Regions from separate parts of the Danio rerio genome. Here region 2 is linked to region 1. The links are chromatin contacts, called in public HiCAR-type maps. All regions are on one chromosome and are shown on one strand. Each heading gives the region's core, a stretch centred on a gene start, on an enhancer-like site or on the middle of the called end of the contact. The rest is flanking DNA. Distances are from core to core; before and after follow the strand shown.

Region 1 (4,177 bases), core at 1,104-3,603:
TGTGTTTTCATCAGTAAACTGGCTACACAGAAAATAGTGTTTACATGAGATTCTAAGGTGTGCCAGATTTATCAGACCGGCACTGACCTCACAGCCCAAACATCAATGTCAACAGCTCAAAAATTACAGTAAGATTCTGTCACTTGTATGTTAGCACTTCTTTTAGAGTACCTTCGAATGTTCACATTTGAATTTAAAAAAAAAAAATCCAGATAATGCTTTTACATGGCATTACACACACTGTAAAAATGCTGGGTTTCACACAATTCATTTATGTTTCGACAACAAAATTTGATGGAGTTAGCTTAATCGTCTTTATCAAATTTTTAGTGGATTGAACATAAAACAATTAAGTTGTCCGACAAAAACCTTAAGAGTTGTGTTTTCAATTCATTTTAATTAAGTAGCTTTAAAAAGCAGCAAGAGTCAATTTTTTTGTGTGCATATCAGCTTATAAGCAATAAGTGGAGTTTATTTATGAACTAATTTCAAGAGGATCACGTGCTTATGATTGCTTGCAGCCGGCCCCGCATTATTCAATTCATCATTCAGAATCAGACGATTCCTTAGCCACTATAAATTCCCTTAGTCCCATATGACAGCCATTTTCGTTTTAAAGAATCCCCCCTTCCACCTCTGCTCCTCCTCCTTTCCTAGATGGGTGGCACGGTGCCCCAGTGGTTAGCACTGTTTCCTCACAGCAAGAACGTCACTGGTTCTAATCCTTACCAAGCCAGCCAACGTTTCTGTGTGGAGTTTATACATTCTCACCGTACTCGCGTGACTTTCCCCCGGTTTCCTCCCACCGTCCAAAAACATGCAACTTAATTTAATTGACTAATCCAAATTGGCATCATAGACATGCTCCCAGTAAGTAGTTATCTCTTAAGAGCAATCACTAACTGTTCATTAGCTACTACAGCAGGGGAGTTCTCCAGATCTTCCTGAGCTCAAACTCCCCTCTCCCCTTGCAAATGGGAGGGAGCCCCGGGCTCGAGAATTTTATGAGGCTCTTTCCCGGGACAGCATGCCAAACAAGCTTTATCATTAATAATCAGCTAAATGTGAACTCTTGAATTGGCTTAAGAACAAGGATGTAGAGACCTTAAACTTTTACCCATTTCCAGCTTTCTTCAACATATGTATTTTTTAGGTTAAGCAAAATAAAGAAAATCATAAAGGTTTGGAAGAGTACATTCATTCATTCATTTTTCTTCTGCTTAGTCCCTTATTTATCAGGAGTCGCAACAGCGGGATGAACCACCAACTATTTCGGCATATGTATTACGCAGCACATGCTCTTCCAGCTGCAACTCAGTACTGGAAACACCCACACACTCTTGCATTCACACATGCACTCACACACCATGGGCAATTTTGTTAACCCAACTCACCTGTAGCGCATGTCTTTGGACTGTAGGGGAAACCTGAGCACCCGAAGGAAGCCCACATGAACATGAGGAGAACATGCAAACTCCACATAGAAATGCCAACTGGCAGGACTTGCACCAGCAGCCTTCTTGCTGTAAGGCTAACCACTGAACCACCATAGCAAGAGTACATACAATTATTTTGGTAGCATTTATGTGAGGCATCTCACTGGTGATTTAATTAAGGTGCACTAAGGGAATTTTGCCAAACAATGTTGAGATTTGTTAGCACTAAAACAAACACGTCCATAACCCAACAAGACCACATCCCCTTTTGATTGTATTTGTGAACTTGTCAACTGAGTGAGTAAAAGGAGTCAATGGTAGCGTACATTCACAAAGATTTCTACTTCTTCCTCAAACAACCCAATGGAGTCCATCACTCTGTGAAGTGAAATCCAACCATTTTACCTAGGATCTGCATGTTGGGGAGTTTTACAAAATTTTCCCCAAAAAGATCTGCCCTTTTGTTCAAGTTGGTCAAATAAATATTGCTAAAGTGACCGCATGTTTCACATGGATGTTTTTCACATAATATAAATAATGAGTATTATTTGTATATTATGGTAGCTTTTGTAATGATTTACATGTTTCTTGTACACAAAAAAAAAAAGATGATTCATATTCAAACTGCTAATTTTAAAAGAGCTAAAACAACACAATTATTTAGTTATTTGGGGGGACAACTCAATTGTTTTACATTCAATCTACTTCAATTTGTTAAAAAATTAATACGTTAACTTATTCCCTTCGTGTTTTTCCAACACAAATCGATTGTGTGGAACCCAGCATTATTTTACTGTAAGGTTACAGAAAAAGAAGTGTGTGGGCAAGATTATGTTGTGTGGAAATGTCTTTGGCGGTTCTGAATGTTATTTGACTACTAAGAATGATTCATCATCTTCTTAGTTCACAGATAACAGGTGCACCAAATGCTGAATTACCTGTTTAACAAGCCATGTCAACCTCTATAAGTTACTAAGGGACTGTTTTGTACCCAACTGTAATTCTTTATCCTTGTTATGTTGCTACTGAATGGAAACTGAAGACCTCTTGAGTCCAGTCCAAGAGTTTATGGTCCCACTTTATATTAAGTGCCCTTAACTAATATGTACTTACACATGGATTAATAGTTTGTTACAATGTACTTATTGTGTAAATGCATGTATTTATTGTGTACTTCTGCTTGATTAAATACCTGCATGTAATTACATCAGTAATTAACTTCTGTAATTACATTTGTCAATACAATGTTGACCATCCCTTACAACTTAACCCACCCTTAAACCTACCCATGCCACCAAACCTGTCCATAACCCAACCCCTATCCCAACTCAAGAGCACCACAAGTGTTCTCAAATACATTATGAACACAGTAAGTACATTGTATTTATTTTTTGATGCAAGTGCATAGTAGTTAAGGAAACTTAATATAAAGTGGGACCGAGTTTATAAAACCTTCTGGAAGTTTCTGTATTTAAAATTCAATTCAATTCATCCTTTTTTCTATTGCACTTTTACAATGTAGATTGTGTCAAAGCAGCTTAATATAGAAGTTCTAGTAAACTAAAACTACATCAGTCCAGTTTTCAGAGTTCAGTTTAGTTCAGTTCAGCTTAGTTTAAATTTTACTGCTGAAAGTCTAAACACTGAAGAGCAAATCCATCAATGCGCAGCAAACCGTGCAAGCAAGTGGCGATTAACATATGTCACCAAATTTAGAACAACAGTGGCTTGCTAAATTCAGAGTAAAATGCTTTTTAACAGCACAGAGTGAAAGATCTATGGAAGAAAAACATCCTGTCTACTCAATGAAGACAAAGTCAAGGATAAGGACTGTGTGTTCATTAATCGTCAGTGCTGTGGTGTAAAGTACTATTGAATAACACATTGATTGTCTGTGATCAGGGTTTTGGCCTCTGTCTGATCCTTTATTTAATACCCTTTTCCACGACATTCAGGGTTTCTGTGTTTCATGTCTTCGTTGAGTGCTTTAACAAGGGCAAACAAAAGATCGCATTGCATCAATAGGGCCACTCAACATGGTGCTTCAGTTTTTAATATCTGTTAACGCTGAACAATAACACTTCACTAAGGTTATGCACACAGCGAGGACAGAGAGAGTGTTATGTAAAACCTGTCGAGGAGAGCAGATGCTAGTTTATTTCCTCAGAAAATCTTATTACTTTAAATTTGTTCTCTGACATCAGCCACACCTGTCAACATTCATATGTGAAACTGTGGGATATATTCATTTCAAGTTCTTTTTAAGATAAAAATAAATCAAAAGCATAATTCTCTTGCAATTCTATCACATTTGAGATCAGCTCTGTGTTAATTTTGCTCACAACTTTCAAGATTAAAATATGGGAGAAATGTGGGTAAATACTTAAATGGGATGATAGTGGGATGAAATGGTACCATACGGAAGAATCTGGAGGGTTGACAGGTATGTACACCGGCAATATTATCAGTGTTAAATTAATAAAACCTCGATTCAGATACACTAAAGTTTACAAAGAGAACTATTTCATTCATACCATATCATACCAACCCTAATGTACATTGTATAAATAGGGGTGACATGATTGTTGGTATTTCTGTGTGGAGTTTGCATGTTCTCCCCATGTTCGTGCGGATTTCCTCTGGGTGCTCAGGTTTCCCCCACAAGTCCAAAGATGTGCAGTAGGTAAATTGAGTAAGCTAAAGACTTCCGGTTTGGTGATGTAAGAGAGAGCAAGGACCTC
Region 2 (4,177 bases), core at 986-3,485, 130 kb after region 1:
CATGGATGATGAAGATGAAACCAAGATGGAGATTTCATCAAGACGATGATCCAAAACACAGCCAGGGAAACTCTCAAATGCTTTCAGAGAAAGAAAATCAAGCTAGAGAATGACCCAGCCAATCACCTGACTTGAATCCAATGTAAAATATGAAATAAAGCTTAGATTTGACAGACAAGACTCATCTAAACAAGTCATGTGACTTCATTCTTCATATGAGAAATGTCTTTAAGCTGACATCACCAAAAAAAGCCTTTTATATAAAGTATTTAACACATTTCAGTAGTTCAGTAGTTTATCCTTGTGTCATTTCATTGTTATTAATACTGTAGATTCTACAGGAAATTCTTAAGTGTATTTGTTCGGACTAGGTTTTTTTTTTTTTTTTTTTTTTTGGAGTGTAGGGCACACCTGAACAACAGCTAAATCCATTCATTTGAAAAATAAAAGTCTAGTCAGCACATGCAGTTTCTGACCACTTGGAAATTGACAGTTTCTCTTGATATATTAGGTAAAACTATTGAACCAGATTTGACCAAGGAGTAATTAAAAACTATTTCTAATAAATCGAGATTAAGGTTGTGAACTGGAAGTTGCTGTCACTTTTAATTTTAGTATGTTGATGTACTTGCAACTGATTAGTGAGTAGGGGGCATGGCTTTCTTTTTGTGTATCATAACCTAATAGCAAACTAACGGTAGGAGCGGCGTGGTTAAGAATATTGTTTCTAAAAACGTCAAATTGACATTAACAGAGAAAAAAAAAGGTCAGACTTTGATTGAAGATTACCAACTCTAATTAATTATTAAGGAGTATAATTGTTTCCTAAATATACCAAAGTGCTTAAGGAAAGTAATCATTAATTTTGATTTTACACTGACTTTGAAGTCACTATTTTGTGAGATTTTAATCAACTGAATCAAACTTATTTAAATAAATTAAATTTTAATTAATTTTATCTCATATTATAATCACTATTTTGCGAGAAAATTAATTATTAATTTTAATTTCACACTGACTTTAAAGTCACTGTTTAGTGAGATGAAACTCCTTAAATTTCAAGAAAATGTATGAAACTCAATTGAAAAGATATATAAAAAAAATTCCTTAAGTGTAAAAATCTTAATATAATAACCTTGATTTTTCTCGAAACATATCAACCTTTAATCTCAGAATTTATTAGGTTAATTCTCAACATTTAATTTTGACTTGTTTTTTTTCTAAATTTAACTAGTTTTTTTTTCTCAAAACAGTCAAAAAGCTGATTTTTGCTGTTTGTTTAAACTACTAATTTAGAATGAGTTGAAACAACACAATTCAGCAGTTTTCTTTCAAATAACTTAATTGTTTTATGTTTAATTCACTTCAATGACAAAGTAAAAAACTATTAATTTAACATAATTTGTGTTGGGACATTTTATTTAACTTTTACTTTCAATTCAACAAGTTTTTTTCTTAAATCGCTCATTTTTTTTTTTTTTTTGTTTAGTCCCTGATTTATCAGGGGTTGCCACAGTGGAACGGACCCCAAATTTCTCTAGTATATGTTTTATCCGTCAGATGGCCTTCCACCAGTATTCTCAAACACAAATTTCTCAATTTAATGACTTAATTCTTAACATTTTACTTTGTATTTTTTATTGAAATAAATATTTAATCACATTATAATTACTTAAATCTAAAATCTTTTTTATTGAGTGGCCTTAATCTTCCCCATGAGTAAGATTTTGAGTAAAATATTAATGTTTGCTATATATATAAATGTATTTTACTTAGAGAATTTTATTTTATTCAGAATAGCTAATGTTTTAGTTGTTTCTACAAACACTCAAGAAAATGACATTTGCGGTTTGTTCAAACTACCTAAAATAAGCTTAAGGTTTTTGCTATTTTTGTGACTTATTTTTTTTATGCCCAATCCTCTTATATTTGTAAAAACTAATCAGTTAACTTAATTCCTTTAAGTTGTCCCAACACAAAACGATTGTGTGAAACCCAGCATTTTTTACAGTGAATGAAAACCACGATTATTTCACTAAAAATTGCCTTATTAACTCTTTTTAGTGCAAAACATTAATATTGTGTCTAAAAATTAACATAAACATCTGAAACATGACACGAAACCCACCCGTCACATTGCGAGTGTGTTTACAGATGAAGAAGCAGGTCTTGAATGTGTGTGACAGCCACAGCGTGCGATTACGTGTTTATTTGATTTCGTAACTCCAGCCAGAACAACCCTGAGGCGAAATGAAGATGAAAAGGGGAATCCTCCGTGTGCTGATGAGAGTGTTGTGGAATGAATTACAAGTGAAGTCATTTACGCAACACTGCCTGGATGCCGAGTTGAAGCATGCGTAAAAATAGAAAAAGGGATTAAGTCTGTCGATTTTCTGAAAACATACATCTCACCATGGATGAAGAGTAGTGGGAGGTTGGCAGGACATTTATATGCTGTTGCTAAGGTAGTTTATTTTTAGGCTGCATTTGATTAAACGTATATATCCAAGAAAGAAAATTGTTCTATTTTAAAGCCCTTTTAACGACAGTCAACCCTGTGACGTCTAGCATATAAACATTAATTAGATTTGTGTAATACTGATTTTTTTTTATTTGTAAATTAGCATAGAGTACACCAAATTTTATTAGCAGTTTTGAAAATAAATTTAGGGACATTTTTTTTATTAATTACCAAATATTTATATATAACCTATTGCTATAAATCTGAACACTAATTACTATATAAAACTGTATTCATTAAAAAAAAATTAAATTACATATGTATATAATTACACACACACACACACTCACCGGCCACTTTATTAGGTACAGCTTATTAATACCAGGTTGGACCCACTTTTGCCTTCAGAACTGCCTTAATCCTTCATAGCATAGATTCAACAAGGTACTGGAAATATTTCTTAGGTATTTTGGTCCATATTGACATGATAGCATCATGCAGTTGTTGCAGATTTTTCAGCTAAACATCCATAATGTGAATCTCCCATTCAACCACGTCCCAAAGGTGCTCTACTAGATTGAGAACTGGTGACTCTGGAGATCATTTGAGTACTGTGAACTCATTGTCATGTTCAAGAAACCAGTCTGAGATCATTTGAGCTGTATGACACGGCACATTATCACGTTGCTGGAAGTAGCCATCAGAAGATGGGTATGCTGTGGTCATAAAGAGATGGACATGGTCAGCAACAATTCTCAGGTAGGCTGAGGCATTGGTTGACACGATGCTCAATTGGTACTACTGGGCCCAAACTGTGCCAAGAAAATATCCCCCATACCATTACACCACCAGCACCAGCCTGAACCATTAATACAAGGGAGGATGGATCCATGCTTTTATGCTGTTGACACCAATTTTTGACCCTACCATCCTAATATCGCAACAGAAATCGAGACATCATTTTACCAAGACGTAATTTAAAGTGCTGTTCAAAAAAGATCGCCCACACGCACGCACGCACACACACACTCACACACAGTCTTATCTTTCAAGATACACATTTTAAAAACACACACACAGGTCTTACTGAGGTTATTGCTCTTTATTAACCTGTTGAATGATGAGCATCTTCTGACATTATAAAATATACAATCAGTTAACTGCACAATTGATTTTCTGGACTAAACACGTACTTAACCAACAATTAGCCGATCAAAACATTATGTAAAAAAAAAAAAATAAGAAAAAAAAAATTACTCGTCTTCCTCTCCGTCTCCCTCTCCATCGCCATCTCCATCTCCATCCATATCTCCGTCTCTGTCCACATCTCCATCTCCTTCCATATCTCCATCTCCGTCTCCATCCATATCCCCGCCTCTCTCTCGGTCTCCATCGCGTTCTCCATCTCCGTCCTCGTCTTCTTCATCACTAATGACATACTTTTTGGGCTTTTTTGAAGCAGATTCCTCATCTTCCTCTGCCTTCCTCTTTCCAGAGTTCTCTCCCTCCTGAAATACAAGACAAATATTAATCCCAAGTATATGTTAGTTCCCTAATGTCCACCTATGATGTTAATCAAAGTGTCTTACACAAAAAAACAATCAGAGTTTAGTTTATCTTGAATATTTCCAGCCCCTCAGACCATCATTTTTTTTTAGCTCTGTAACAGTATTCTTGAATGACTATATGGAAATGGTCTCCTTCATGAGTTGAGAG

Evidence for each region. HiCAR-type assays count read pairs that join an accessible place to other places.
Region 2: a contact with region 1 is called in a HiCAR-type map of caudal fin, with 6 times the contacts expected there. The contact joins two enhancer-like sites. A contact is called at or near these places in 4 of 18 Hi-C or Micro-C datasets (caudal fin, embryo, hematopoietic stem cells and 1 more) and 1 of 4 datasets of contacts at active chromatin or transcription factors (caudal fin).

Annotation. Positions count from the first base shown.
Region 1 is chr18:42,095,213-42,099,389 of GRCz12tu, forward strand. No RefSeq gene overlaps it. Among named protein-coding and RNA genes, the nearest start is that of mapk6, 31 kb to the right of the region's middle. Within about 2 kb of position 2,354, at least 3 of the 62 cell types and tissues checked have an H3K27ac peak or open chromatin away from gene starts, as enhancers often do. A contact at or near this core is called in caudal fin, where this site is marked.
Region 2 is chr18:42,229,981-42,234,157 of GRCz12tu, forward strand. leo1 (LEO1 homolog, Paf1/RNA polymerase II complex component) reads right to left here. Exons shown (of 11, transcript NM_207067.1): 11 at 3,545-3,969. The coding sequence ends at 3,715. Among named protein-coding and RNA genes, the nearest start is that of leo1, 31 kb to the right of the region's middle. Within about 2 kb of position 2,236, at least 9 of the 62 cell types and tissues checked have an H3K27ac peak or open chromatin away from gene starts, as enhancers often do. A contact at or near this core is called in caudal fin, where this site is marked.